Linked DNA regions of Zea mays: region 2 is linked to region 1. Evidence: chromatin contacts called from public Hi-C data. All regions are on one chromosome and are shown on one strand. Each heading gives the region's core, a stretch centred on a gene start, on an enhancer-like site or on the middle of the called end of the contact. The rest is flanking DNA. Distances are from core to core; before and after follow the strand shown.

Evidence for each region. Hi-C and Micro-C count contacts between places; a contact is called where the count stands out from the background.
Region 2: a contact with region 1 is called in a Hi-C map of tassel, with 2.8 times the contacts expected there. The contact joins the promoter of LOC100275714 here to the promoter of LOC100194006 in region 1. A contact is called at or near these places in 4 of 25 Hi-C or Micro-C datasets (ear, leaf, root tip and 1 more).

Annotation. Positions count from the first base shown.
Region 1 is chr6:165,544,687-165,547,939 of Zm-B73-REFERENCE-NAM-5.0, forward strand. LOC100194006 (Acetyltransferase NSI) reads left to right here and starts at 1,889. Exons shown (of 8, transcript NM_001351953.1): 1 at 1,889-2,133; 2 at 2,224-2,309; 3 at 2,816-2,879. The coding sequence starts at 2,096.
Region 2 is chr6:166,228,242-166,231,920 of Zm-B73-REFERENCE-NAM-5.0, forward strand. LOC100275714 reads left to right here and starts at 1,980. Exons shown (of 2, transcript NM_001149739.1): 1 at 1,980-2,184; 2 at 2,592-3,679. The coding sequence starts at 2,113. The coding sequence ends at 3,653.

The DNA of each region.
Region 1 (3,253 bases), core at 639-3,138:
TGCCAAAACATGACTTTCCCATGAAATACCTTGGAGTGCCTAACTGCCTATCAGCCCTAGTAGGCTCCATGTTAGAGACTCGGAAAATTTAGAGGAAAAGCTGGACAAAAGGCTGCAAAAAACCTGGAAGGGCGGTGCCTTATCAATTGCTGGTAGAATTACTTTGATTAATGCTTGCCTTTCTAATGCCCCTATTTATAAGATGTCTATGCACCTCTTGCCAAAAACTACGATTAAGAAACTAGATTTGAAAATGAGAAAGTTTTTGTGGTGGTGGGGGGGGGGGGGTGATAAGAGGAAATATCATCTGGTAAAGTGGCACAGTTGGAGGCTTGGGTATTAAAAACCTCAGATTGTTGTATATCAACTTATTATGCAAATGGTGGTGGAAGTTGAAAAACGAAAATGGGATGTGGCAAGGAGATAATAAAGAAGAAATACCTTCAAAAGAAAAATATCCATAATGTATCAAAAAACATTTCTGATTCTCCTATTTGGCATGATCTGTTAAAAGTTAAAAAGTTTTATCTTATGGACAGACAAGTGCAAACTAAAAAAGGAGACAAAACCAGATTTTGGGAGGATAGTTGGCTAATGGATGACCCCCTCTGAAACGTTGTCCCTGATCTTTACGAGATCTGTGATGAAAAAGGCATTATGGTCCTCGAGATGCAAAGAAAAAGTTGGCAAACTGATTTCAGGAGATGGCTACAAGATGAGAACTTTAAAAAGTTGAATGATATTTACAATATGGTTCAGGGCTATACAATCATGTGGATGTGCACAATTTTGGGCCATATATGAAACATATATGGAAAAGTAAAATCCCTTAAAAAATTAAAGTTTTTATGTGGTTTCTGCAAAACAATCTTTTGTTAACCAAAGGTAATTTGACCCAAAAAAGTGGGTGGGCGACACCAATTTGTAGCTTTTGTGATCAGGTTGAACCAATCGATCATCTATTTTTTAGTTGTTCTGTCGCGAAAGTTATTTGGGGTCTGGTGGCCAATTGCATCAATGCAAAGACCATTTCTAGGGATATTGGTCAATGCTAGAGGTGGTTAAAAAGACGTATGCCGGGATTGGATAACATTCATATCGTTGAAGTCTCACCTGCTTGTTGGGCTATTTGGAAAGCGAGAAATAGAATGTGTTTGAAAATGACCTGATAAAATCCCCAAATGATATTGTGTGTCATGCAAGTGCGTTGATTTTATCTTGGGCAGGATTAAGCAAGAAGGAGCTCCAGGACTCCAACAAGGCGCCAAGCTGCTGGTAAGAGCGGCAAACACCAAGCTAGGGTACAAAGCTGATAGATAACAAGGAGAATGAGAGAATGGGAGAGTCTGAGGATTCGCAAGTAACCAACAGTGATGATCGCCTGCGTCAAGTTGTTCCTGTTTCTATGTTAGTTGGTTTTTACTGTCTGAAGGAAATTTTCTCTACCGTTATTCAGTCCTGAATCAAGTTCTGTATTCGTTGCTGAAAAACAGTTATCTGCCTAGTAGGTGTTTCGTTAAAACTTTCTTTCTGTGTCTGCGATGATGATGATCATCTGCAGGTTGAATGTTCCCTGTCATGTAATCTCTGTTCTGGTACCTTAAATTCTGTATTTCTGTTACGCAAAAAATAGAAATGGGGATACCCCTTATCGAAAAAAATACATAATAAAGTCTAGAAAAACCAAATTTTGTTATAAATAATTCGAAATAGAAGGAGTATATATTTTTTTAAAAGCTCTTATAGTCTACGAGCCTTTCCTAGTACTCGTATTCGGTCTTGGTCCAAGATGCAGGCTGACCTTACTTTTTTTTTCGTCCTTCCTGGCTGCACGCCCCTACCCAAAGGGCCCAGCCCAACAGGATCCTCGCAGAGTCTCAATCGAGAGACCCGCCCTTCGTCCAGGCTGCAGACCTTATCCACCAACCTCCGGTCCACGGTGACTGGCCGCAAGCTCCTCCTCTCCCGCAAACACCCACGCCCACTCCATTGCTCCTCTCCTCCAACATCGCTCACGCGGTCTCCTCTCCCCGCTCAGCTCCGCTCCGCTCCCGGAGACACGCAAGCTTCCCGTTCCCGGGAACGCGCACTAAAGATGCCTCCAGCCTTCGCCGCCGCACCTTCCTCCTCGATGTAAGCGTCTGAGCGCCGAACCACTGGCCCTCAAAGCCCTTGTACTTCTGTACTGCTGGTGCTTGTAAAATATGTGTATATATATTTCAGATGTGGCGTTCGCATCCCAACTGTGCGCCGTTTCGAAGCGCAAAGCACGGTTTCCACGCCCAGATTTATGCGTAATCGGGTGGCAGGTAAGGCACCGCTCCCCGCGTTGCAGTGCACCACATTATCAGAATTGCCAACGGTTAATAGTTGATAGTGCAGCCTTCAAGTTTCAGTTAGTTTATTTTCTGGATAGTGGGTATACAACCACAATTTTAAGCTAACAGTTGGGCCAAATACATGAGTGCCCTTTTTCGGTTCTCGCATTTTCTGTTGATATCTGGAAGCCTGCATTGGATCTGTCAGCGCCATTGCCACTATACCACCACACCTTTACCTTTTAAATAAAATCGCGCCATTTGTGAATTATTTTGTACACTTCAACAAGTGCAGAAAACAAAATCATGATAGTAATAGGTCAAAGCCTGTAGATTCTCAAGCTCAATGGAAAGTTAAACATGCAAACTGCTGATTGCTCATAGGCCTATTTATATTCATTATTATGTTTTCTATTACTTTTGTGGACTGTTCATAAAGCGTAGCTGTTTATTTGATAATTAGTAGCCCAACACCAACATCCACACTATTGTTGCAGCAAAAACACGGTCTACATCAGCTTGGTCCTTGAAGGCTGGCTTGTGGGATTCTCTCAGATCTGGGTAAAGTACATTGTCTGCACTTGCAAACACTTCATTTCTATGATTTCTTTAGGTTTTATGTTATCTATACCTTGACATGCATCTACTGGTGTAAATAAACTTCTCCTTGTTACAAATTCTTGCCTTAGCAGAAAAGGCTAAAACAGTTTATTCCCATGATGTCGGGATAAAGTAAGAAAAGTTGAACAGGTAGGGATTTGCTCCTTGCTAATTTTAAGCCCGAGAAACATATAAATATGTAGTAGTGGGATCATATCATGTATGAACAAAGGTTTTTTTTTTACTTTTGGAGACTTTGAATCTTGTAGCAACAGCCAACAGGGGTTTGATGAAATTGTTTGTTTTCGGTATGAAACTCTAGTTATTTCCCTTTG
Region 2 (3,679 bases), core at 730-3,229, 680 kb after region 1:
CGGATAGCGTACGCTCGCCTCCGGCCATTGCACCTGTTCAGCCACGTGGCTGTGACGGGCGCCGCCTCATACACTACTCGCTAGTTTGAGAGTCCAAAAATCAAAGGAGATTGAACCGGCTAAAATTTCCTTCTTATTTAAAATTAAATAAGAAGAGAATTTTAGTCCCTCCAACCATCTTCGGTTTTTGAACTCCCAAACTAGTCTTACAAGTTGTCACCCTCCCTATCGCCGTAAAGGAGGTGTTGTCACGAATGAAGAGCCTGCAATGAGTATGGAATCGTCTGCAACATGTATAGAACAAACGATGTATTTGAGACGACGTGGACGAGGACGAGTTAAATAGCCACTTGGAGTTAGACGCATTACTCCGTGTGTTCTTTTTATTTATCACATTTTAATTTAAAAATAAACATGCGGTCGATGAATATTGGAGAGTGCAGCTAGTACTATAATATATACCATGTGTTTGGTTTCGTGCAGAGGTTAAGCCCGGCGCACGAGAGCCTGGGCCGCCAGGTACGCCCGATATGATCTTCCCCACACATGCAGTCAAGAGCCCCTTTTTTAGCCTGTGCTGCATGGGCGGATGCAGCCCATGCCCCCTGCATACAGGTTAACAAAGAAAAGCCTACGCTTAGCCAATACATACGAAGGATCTGGCCAAGCGCGTCCACATAACAAAACACGCAGATAGAGTCTGAGCAAAACTAGCACACTGGAGTGTCCATGTGGCCCCGTTTTTTACTGGCCCCTCGATCTCATCCCGACGGTTCAGCTGCCTGCGGTGCGGGTGCTTGACTTTGTCCTACCGTTTACTTAGCAGAACACGTCCTCTTCGCTGTAGGAAGGAAAATGCATCGTATTCTTTGTGCTGCGTGACTACTATCCAGCTTCAGCAGGCCTCTTTGGGCTGCCTCTGTCGTGATGAGCTGCAACGAGTTCGCTGGCTCCCTGGTGGTGGCATCCATGTCGAACACTCGAACTCGACGTCCGCGATGAAGGACCTCAATTCCAAGAAGAGGAAGGCGACCACAGCGACAAGGGTGAAGGCAACCCCTCCACCATTCTAGCCTCTGGACCACATCGACCTGAGTGGAACCAAGGCGATGTTGTTGCACGCCGGGTGTGCGAACGCGACACCCGTGACGGCGCCGGACATCGCGTTACCGGTGAGATCACCTGTAGTGCGGAGAGTGCGGCCAGCGCCACGGCGCTCAGCGTCCCGAACAAAGAATTGCTGCAGGTCACAATAGACCAGACTACCAGAGCGACGATAGCAGCGACCCTGCCACAAGGAGCAGCGACCCACTAAGTAGATCAAACACATAGGACACACAGATATAATTTCGAAAACTCTTCAATGCGAATGGAAAAAATCATGGGTGCCGATCAGCAACAATCTCACCATTTTTCAGATGTTTACATATCACAGAAGATTTACAATTGAGATAACTATCTCCTACGACTTATAAGAATATTTATATCTGAGTAGTGAACACACGACAATATCTGAGAGAGTGTTGCGTGTAGGGCGAGGTCAGAGTTACAGGCATTTAGGGCGTGTTTGCGATCCTGTGCCGGGCCGGCTCGGCCCGTTCAACTGGTCCAGACTGAGGCTAGTCTGTTCCGGTTACTGTAACTCACTTTGTTTGTGCACTTGTACCGTATAAGCCTAGCTCAGACGAGCTGTTGTTTGTCACCCAGTAAATCATCGGACTAGAAGGCTAAAACTAACTAAACGTGGAAACCTTACACCATAAGCAGCCAGACTCCCAGGAAAACGGACATTGATCTCGTTTTTGTGGAGTCAGTCTAAGAGGTTAAATTTGTAGATGCACAGTCAGGCTCCCGAGCAAGTTAGACGACGCAAACACGAGAATTGTAGCCCGGAAGCGCAGCCAGGCCGGTGGGCCATGGCGGCAAACACGCACTTAATAAAAGTAGTATAGATTAGGTGCTGTCCGAAGCACACCTCACGGCACGGCTGACGGGCCTTTCCGTTCCGCCGCTCGCATTCTCCCAACCCTCACCAACGGCTAAATGCTTGGAGGTATATCGTCGAACACCTGACTTGCGTTGCGTGACAGCGCACCCCGAGACCCCGATAAGATGTGGCGGCTCTCTTCGGCCGCGGCGCTCCTCCGACGCTCGCTCGCCGCCACCGCGCGCCTCTCCGTTCCGGTACTGCCCTTATCTGCTTTACCCATTTTTTGTGATTTCAGCAAAAGAAATTCCGCCGCGGTGCTTGGTTAGCGCGGACCTGTCACGAATTCGAGAATCAAGTACAGCCTCACTTGAATCCAAGCACTTGCTAGAACGTGCGCTGCACGGCTAGATTACTACCTCGCTGAGGGGTTGATTGATTCCTTGCGATTTCAGCTCAGCGTGAATTAAGATTCCTGTGACGGATTATCTAGTAGACTTAGTGTCTTTTCTTAGCAACCAGGATCCGATCCTTGGTCCGGTTGTTGAACGTTTGAATAAGTTATTTCCTTTTTCTTTTTTTCACCTATGCTGTTTTTATTGTGGTAGCCGGTACTCAAAATGGTGAAATGATATCAGAAGTTTCATTTATTTTTTACATCCAGAGGTATTTGATGCGTGCCTTGCTCGTGGTACAGCCCACTGCACGCACTAATTCACCCATGGCTGTGCGTTGCCTACAACAGTGTGGTTCAGATAACACCGACGATGACAGGGTCATTCAGGCGTTTAAGCGGTGCTGCTCAACCAGTGCAAGCAGTGGTGTTTCAGATGCATCACCATGTGCTGCTTATGTCGAGAACCTCTGCAGATCTGGCAATCTTGTTGATGCTGTTCGTGTTCTTCGACATCTGCATGACGAGCAGATCCATGTCGGCCTGCACACCTTTAATATGTTACTGCAACACACAGCTGAAGCAAACATCTTTACTCTTTTTGCCAAGGTATTCAGGTACCTGCTGCTTTCAGAACTTACTCCTGATTCAACTTCATATATGAATGTTGCATTGGCCCTCCAGAAGTTGGATGACTGTGAAATGATACTCAAATTTGTAAGAGAAATTTTGGAAATCACACACTCTAGAGATGCTACAGTTATGAATCGCATTATCTTTGCCACAGCCAAATACGGACACATTGATAAAAGTTTGGTCATTTTCGAAGAGTTGAAGAAATATGAAACCAGCTTGGATGTTGTCACGTTCAACACTGTTTTGGACATGCTAGGGAAAGCTGGACGGGTGGACCAAATGCTTGGTGAGGTGAAGCTAATGGAAAAACTTAGGCATTTTCCTGACATTGTGACATACAATACACTAATAAACTGCATGCGAAGGCTTGGTAGACTAGATTTGTGCAAAAGGTTTGCTTTGGAAATGGTAGAGAGAGGCATCACTCCAGATTTGAGGACATATACTGCACTAATTGATAGTTTTGGACGGTCTGGCCATATTACTGAAGCCCTGGAAATGTTTCACGAGATGAAAAAGTCGCACCAACCTTCAGTTTATGTCTACCGTGCATTGACAAGCAACTTGAAAAAGGCTGGACATTTTGAACTAGCACAAAAGCTCACCGAGGATATGAATTCAAGTGCTTCAGAGTTAATAGGCCCAGAAGATTTCAAGCCAAATAATAAGGGTATAAGGTTTAGAAAAAATGGCTAAGAGGTCACTGGTTGATTTTTGAGGCC